Linked DNA regions of Danio rerio: region 2 is linked to region 1. A link is a contact called in public Hi-C data. All regions are on one chromosome and are shown on one strand. Each heading gives the region's core, a stretch centred on a gene start, on an enhancer-like site or on the middle of the called end of the contact. The rest is flanking DNA. Distances are from core to core; before and after follow the strand shown. Region 1 overlaps kifap3a (kinesin-associated protein 3a). Region 2 has its middle 23 kb from the start of pde4dip.

What was found. Hi-C and Micro-C count contacts between places; a contact is called where the count stands out from the background.
Region 2: a Hi-C map of embryo shows a contact between it and region 1, with 2.1 times the contacts expected there. The contact joins two enhancer-like sites. A contact is called at or near these places in 1 of 18 Hi-C or Micro-C datasets (embryo) and 1 of 4 datasets of contacts at active chromatin or transcription factors (caudal fin).

The regions. Positions count from the first base shown.
Region 1 is chr20:37,694,475-37,698,099 of GRCz12tu, reverse strand. kifap3a (kinesin-associated protein 3a) reads left to right here. Exons shown (of 20, transcript NM_001004644.1): 20 at 2,876-3,625. The coding sequence ends at 2,987. Among named protein-coding and RNA genes, the nearest start is that of swt1, 11 kb to the right of the region's middle. Within about 2 kb of position 1,734, at least 4 of the 62 cell types and tissues checked have an H3K27ac peak or open chromatin away from gene starts, as enhancers often do.
Region 2 is chr20:37,830,758-37,834,334 of GRCz12tu, reverse strand. No RefSeq gene overlaps it. Among named protein-coding and RNA genes, the nearest start is that of pde4dip, 23 kb to the left of the region's middle. Within about 2 kb of position 1,859, at least 5 of the 62 cell types and tissues checked have an H3K27ac peak or open chromatin away from gene starts, as enhancers often do.

The DNA of each region.
Region 1 (3,625 bases), core at 485-2,984:
TAATGAAATCCAGCCTCAGTTCCCCTGTGCTGAGCCAGGAGCCAGACACGCTGGGAACAGCTCTTTTAAAAGCCCTTAAATAGAATTGCTTGTATTTATAGATTCACAAAAAGCAATCTTTCATTTAGCTCATAAAGAACTCATAAAGAGGTTGAAAAACACAAATTCTTGGCTGCATTTAAGGAAATAAAATACATATAATTATACAAAAGTCACGTTGAGGTAATTAATAATATATGTTAAAGGAAAATAAATCAATTTAAAACTACGATTACGTAAACATTATTTATAGCACAAATTGCGCAGTTGCCATAAAAAAGTTCTTAAACACTTAAGTCAGAGAAAATATTTATATCTCATTGCTTTAAAGAGCATTGAACCAGGTGTCATTTGTTTATTTGACTTTTCTTTGGATACTTTCTGTTGACAAATGTTATGTAACAAGTCCTCAGTTAATGTGATGAACTACACCTGTGGTTGCTCTGCCGGGACACCTGGGTGAACTTATGGGGAGCTGACTTTATATATTCACTAATGCAGACCAGTTGGTTTAAAGTAATAGAACAAATGGCTAAATAATTAAAGGCAGCTCTGAGAAAACCTCGAGCATCATTTTGGCAGATAACACATGGGTTGATATATGTACATGTTTACAATTTATATTATACAATTATACAAATTATACAATTTTAAATGTATATTTATTCACTTTTTTAATTCATCTCACTAATATTATTGTGATATAATAAGAGTAATTTTAAAAGCTTTTTATGATTTATTCACAATACAGTTTGTAAAGTAATATTTTCTGTCTTTTAGTAGATATATTATACAAAAGACTTGCTTTGTTTAGAAAATATGTGGATCTAATTGGATTTGCATTGTAAATGATGATTGTAAATGAAATATATTATATATATTAAATTTTTAGTAATGATACTTCTAAAATCCTTCCATATAAATCCGCAGATTTTTTTACAAAATTCTCTGCAGAAATAGCAAAAAATGGTCACAAATTCTGTATGACCCTACTAATAACATACTGTATATGCACAATGGTGAACAATTTCTTTTCACTATTTAGTCACCAAAGGAAGGGCAACTTTGATTCTTTCCTGTTTAGAAGTTTCCGGCGTTTTTTTTACACAGTCTCACCTCAGTGTTAACTGTCAAGGGCAACTGGGGCCAGACTTGGGCATCTTATTTCCATCCAGCCTCAGATCTTCAGATTATCACCAAACGTGCTGTTTGGTTTTTCAAGTGTAAAAATAATGACAATGTAGAAAGCCAAACATTACTTCTATCACTAATTACTTTGTTTTAGGTTAAACTATTAGACAAATAAACAACATAGATACAAAAAAAATAGAAATAGAAACGTCATATTTTGTATAACCGAAAGAAGACTTCACATTTTTAGTTTTCCTAGAAAGGATGACTGCATCCCTTTTGAATGAATGATTCACTATGACGATCATTGTACTGTAACACAAACACATTTTTTAAGGCTCGTCTCTTACCTGGACACTCTTTGGATTGATCACCTAACCTACAACCCCATCAAATCTTTTCAACATACTATGTTAGTTACAAGCTTCGGTTTCACCCAAACTCTCCGACATCCAGCCTTTTCTCCTCAAGCCTTTTAACAGAGTCTGAAATTTCCCCAGACGGGCAGTGATGTTCCTCAGAGAGCAAAGACAGGCTTGCTGCCCGGAGAGGGCGGGAGAAACACATGAAACCGATCGCTGGAAATGATTTGGTCTAAAAACAACACAGCATTATGGGAGCTGGAAGGGGTAAAGCAAACAACTCATATTTTAAGAGGACAGGCCACAGTTATGAGTGTGTGTTGTTAATTAAGAGGCGGATTATACTAGTTTATCTATTTCAGCTCGTGTGACATGATCCCATTGGCCAATTGCATCAAGATATTACATACAATTCTATTTATTTATTTATTGATCGATTGACTGATTGTTATACAAACTAAATATGTGGCATGTTCCAATTGCTTTTTCACCGTGATGAATATAACAACATATGTTATTTAATATATCCTTTTCATGGTTATAAATGTTGAAACCTTTTAATTGGTGAACACTTGTGCTAGACAAAAATAATCAGGATTAATCACATACAAAATAAAGTTTGTTTTGACATAATATATTTGTTTGTGTTTTATATATATTTATATTGAAGAATTGTATTTATATTATGTTTATATTATAAAAACAAAACTATACAAAACAATTTTGTTACATAGTTATTTCAATTTATACATCATTTGCATCAAATACACATACATTTTATATTTAAATTAAAATTTTTTTTTCAAATATATGCATGGATGTGTGTATTTATATATACAATATAAAATATACACAGTACACACATTTAAATTTTGTCAAAACAAATGTTTTTATTTTATTTTATTTTGGATGTGATTAATCACAATAGATTTTTTCTGGAATTAATTTATTTGGAAAAAATGTGACATGGGGAGTGCCTCGCAGTATATCATGCATTATATAATACATCACATCATATTGTTAAAAATAAATAAATTTTAAAGTAATGTAATACACAATATTTATCAATTTGCCCATTTGTATTAATTAATTAATTTAACTCTCTTGGTTTTTAAATGTAATTAAGTAATTGTAATTCATTTGTAACCAACTCTGGTGTGAAAATGTTCATTTATTTTGGTGTGTAGTTTTGAGGCAGTTTGTTTTCATCTGGTTTGCAGAATCAGAGCGCCACCTTGTGATGCCTGCAGCATTTATCTTACCTTTTTACAAGCCATTTTTAATGAATTAGGTTTGAACATGGTTTATGGTTTTGACAGCTGTCCGTTTCTCTTTCCCTCCAGTTCTTTGACAGACGGTTATGGACAGACCGGCGTGAATTCAGCACGTCCCGCCACAGCTTATGGCTTTCGACCTGATGAGCAGTTTTATTATGGTCATACCGCATCACGGTAGGAGAGTCAGGAACACCTAAAACCGCTGAAAACCAATTAAATGGATCTCAAATAATACTAGTTAGCTCTCTCTATCATTTCAAGTGAAAGCGACACTACTGATTTCCTTCATCGTCAGTATTTCTTTCTCTAAAATATGTGAGTATTTATTATTTATTTCACGTCTGAATGTGTTTTAAGCAGAATGTTCTCAACCAAGCTTATTTTGCAGCCCTCGTTTTGAGCATAGATGGTGTAGTTTCAGCTTTAACTTACTGTGTATTGCTTGTAAACACTGGGGAAACTAATTGCCTTTTCTGTGCAATATAGCAAAAGTAGGATATCAGTTGCATGCTCTTTCAGTGAGTTAAGTTACAGTATGAGCATTAGAAAACCAATGTGTACATTAAATCTGTTTATCTGCATGACATTGGATCAAACAAGTATTGTACAAGTCACAAATGTACAATTGTCAACATTTCTTCTACTTCATGTTGTTTCAAATCTCATCTTTGGAAAACAAATAGAGTCTAAACATATAATATCAAAGCTTTCATGAAGAATTCATTGATGCTTGAAAACATTCATAAGCAGCAGTTTAATCCAGGTCTTCTGAGGGGACACAATTGCTTCATGTGATAAACTTGTATCTTTGTAGAT
Region 2 (3,577 bases), core at 610-3,109, 140 kb before region 1:
TGCAAATTTTTTACTGGTAATTATAAGAAATTTTAGAGTTCATCTAAAATGGTTTGGAAGTACTTTACAAAATGTCATGCTAATAAAGCATCCTAAAGTTGAATGAGAGATAATGTTAGAGAGAAGCAGATTTTACCCGCCAGTTGGTGCACATGGCTTCTGAATAGCATAAAATTGTGGATTTCTTTCTTTTTTACTTTAACCTATTAAAAAGAAAACGTGTTTAACAATTTCATAACAAATTAAAACATTGCTAAAAATCGAATTATGTTTTGTTTGTCACATATAGTTAACTATTTATGTGATGTGGGTAAAAAGTATTTTTCAATCCGGCTACCACCACTAATATATTTCAAACCAGTGGGAAGCACTGCAGGCTAACTAAATTATATATTTTAGATATGAATTATTTTCTAAATGTCAGTGCTAAAATGTCAGTTGTTTGTACCAGCGTGATACTGCAACACTGCAACAAAACCTGCAAAAAGTAAAGTAAAATAAATATTTTAGAAATTTTAAATAACCAATTCAAACACAATAAATAAAAATGTGACAAGCTTCTCAATTCTGTGCTAGTGTTTTTCAGCAAGGGATATAATGCTTTTATATATTTTTAAAGATACTTAATAAACATGCACTCAAAAAATTGCTGCTATAAACTATTTATTTAAAATGAGTTTACAAAATACAATTCTTAAGGTTTTTTTGGACAACTTCATTGATTAATGTTCAATCCACCCTAATTTGTTAAAATGGTTAGCTTAATTTGTGTTAGGACAACATGAAGGGTTTGTGTAAAACATAAAATGCATTTTTACTGTGTGATGTTATATTTCCATGTCATGATAATTAATAAAGAATTTATTTCTACATTTAATTACAAGAGCGGGTTAAAAATATAAACCAACAGTGCTCTTAATAGCAAATTTCCAGCTGATTTGAATGTTATCACTTGATTGAATTGGTGTTATCAGTGGTTATCAGCTGATATGGGCCAGTAAGTAAGTAATGGTAGGCTCAGAAGCCTGTTATTATTCATCCACATGGTTAGTCAGCTATAGATCACATACGTTAATTATAGAATTATATTTTTTTATTAAATTTCCCATTAATTAAATTTTATTAACATCTACCCCTACCTCAACCAGCACAGTAATGTAAAAACAGATCTGGATCTGGAGTCTTCTCTATAAGTATAGCTGATTAACCATGTAGATAAATGATAACAGCCAGTAGGCGCAGAAGGCTTCTTCTGGCCCATATTAGCTGATAACCACTGATAACCCCAATCCAATCGAGTGATAACATTCGAAGCGGGTGCAAATTTCAAACTGATTAAACTGCAAAAGGACACAAATATAATATCTAGATCCTTTCTAAACTGTCATGATTTGGTCCAGAATAATGTTATAACTTTTGAATGGCTGTTTTGACATTTGACACCCCTACTGCCGATATCCCAATACCTTCCATTCACCAAATCAGTAGTGGTTTCTTCAGTTTTATATTTCGTAAATGTACGTAACCAAAAGCAAAATACATAGGTTTGATCTGCAAGAATGAAATGAATAATACAGTATAATAATAAAACCCCTTACTAAAGTAACATGATGCATCCAATCTCCAGAAAGACATGGTGCAGATTAGATCCTACACTGCATTATCATCATCAACCATCACTGTCTCCATAATTTACTCAGCATGATGGCTCTGTCCCTCTGATGCAGACCACTGATTTACTACAACGATCTGGCTCCAGTTAAGCTGTCTGGCCTCGCTTCTCTCACTGTATGCTGACTGTGTGGTGAGAAAAGAAGAGGAAATGGGGTCACACTGGGAAAAAATACACACTGACAAGAAACAAACCACCAGAGGGCAGTGCACGACTGGCAGGCCATTTTAACATTTAATATAAGTCAGTGTACTATCTATCTATTTCAGAGACTTTATGGCTTTTATTAAATTCTAGTACTTATTTATTAACTAACAGTGTTGATTTTTAATATACAAGTGCTTATTATTTAGTTACTAATAGCTTTTTTGTACTAGTACTTATACTACATATTAAATAAATACTATTACTTATTTCATGAGTGACTAACATTAGCTAAAGAAATAACACACAGACCATCTTTCTATTAGTAAGTGCTTTTGTGGTCGGAGAGATACTAGTACTTATTTTTATTAGTGACTAGTAGTAACTAAAGAAATAATATAAGAATTGTTCATAGTAAAAATGACAAAATATATTAGATTCTAGTACTAATACCTGTATAACTAAGAGTAACTGTAGAATCTATTAAATATTTAGTACATTGTAAAAAATACAGGGTTTCACACAATTGCTTTGTGTTGGGACAACATTAAGGAAATATGTAAGCTTATTTATTTTCTTTTCTTTTTTTTTTTTTTACAAGTTTAAGTTGGTTGAATTTAAAACAATTAGGTTGTCACAAAACTAAACTGAGCACTCAGTTGATGGAAAAGTACTATTCTATTTAATACAAGCATCCAAGTGAGTATTAAAAATATCCTATAGTAAATAAAAATTTCAGCATCAGAAGAGCGACTGCGGAAGCTGCAATGATGACACTGATATTACACGATTGGCTGAGTTCACCGCATGACAACAACCACATGCTTTTCGTGTTTTTATTTATTGAACAAATTCCGTCTTACAAATTTCAAAACAAACAATTAACTTTTTATGCTATCTCTATCTTGTACACGTCATGCTTATTAAAAGACTACAAATATTTTACAGAAATAATCTTTTGTTAAATAATTTGTTCATAATGACTAGACTGTTTGCATAGGTTTTTTCTGCCTTTTTACAGACTGCTGTATTCAGCTCTATAAACGATTAAAATGACATAGTTTGGTAAATAACTTTAATATTAGCTTAAATAAGTCATACATACTTGTAATAAAATAATTATCATCATTGATCCTGACACCCCTATAAAGCTTTCTTAACAAATAAAGTTTTTTTTAAATTAAATATATGAATCTAAATTTTTTTATTTCTTGTCAAGCCATTTATGCAGAAATTTTAAACGTGACATTGATGTACCTTGCTCTTTCTGGGAAATTTCTATTTAAAGTGTTAACTCATTTATTTTGGTCTTTTGTTTAATCTTCTTGGATTAAAGTGCTTTTTTAAAAATGCTTTCATTATCCAAAATAACCCTATTTGTGGATATGTATTTCCTTTATGTGCCCTCTCGTTTTCCCCTTATTTCTTATGTGTTTGTTATATAGGCTACTTAAATTTAATTCATAATTCCCTTCTTGTTCAAAAATGAACTATAGTTTGTAGAGACTGTATTCTGATTTAATTGTACTGTATATCTTTTGTTGATCGTCATCATGACTGCAGCAACTAAGAGCCCCCGAAGTGTCCGGCTTGATGGCTCCATTTTCAACTCTGCCCCAGCCTGTGCGTGGTTAATCTCATAACTCATCAGCTGCAGCCGTGCTTCATGTCGAATGCACCTAGTGTGTTCCATGTGCTCCTGCTCCTCTTCGCGCTCGCCGGCTGACGGCTCGCCTCCGAGTGGAGGGCTTTCCCGATGCA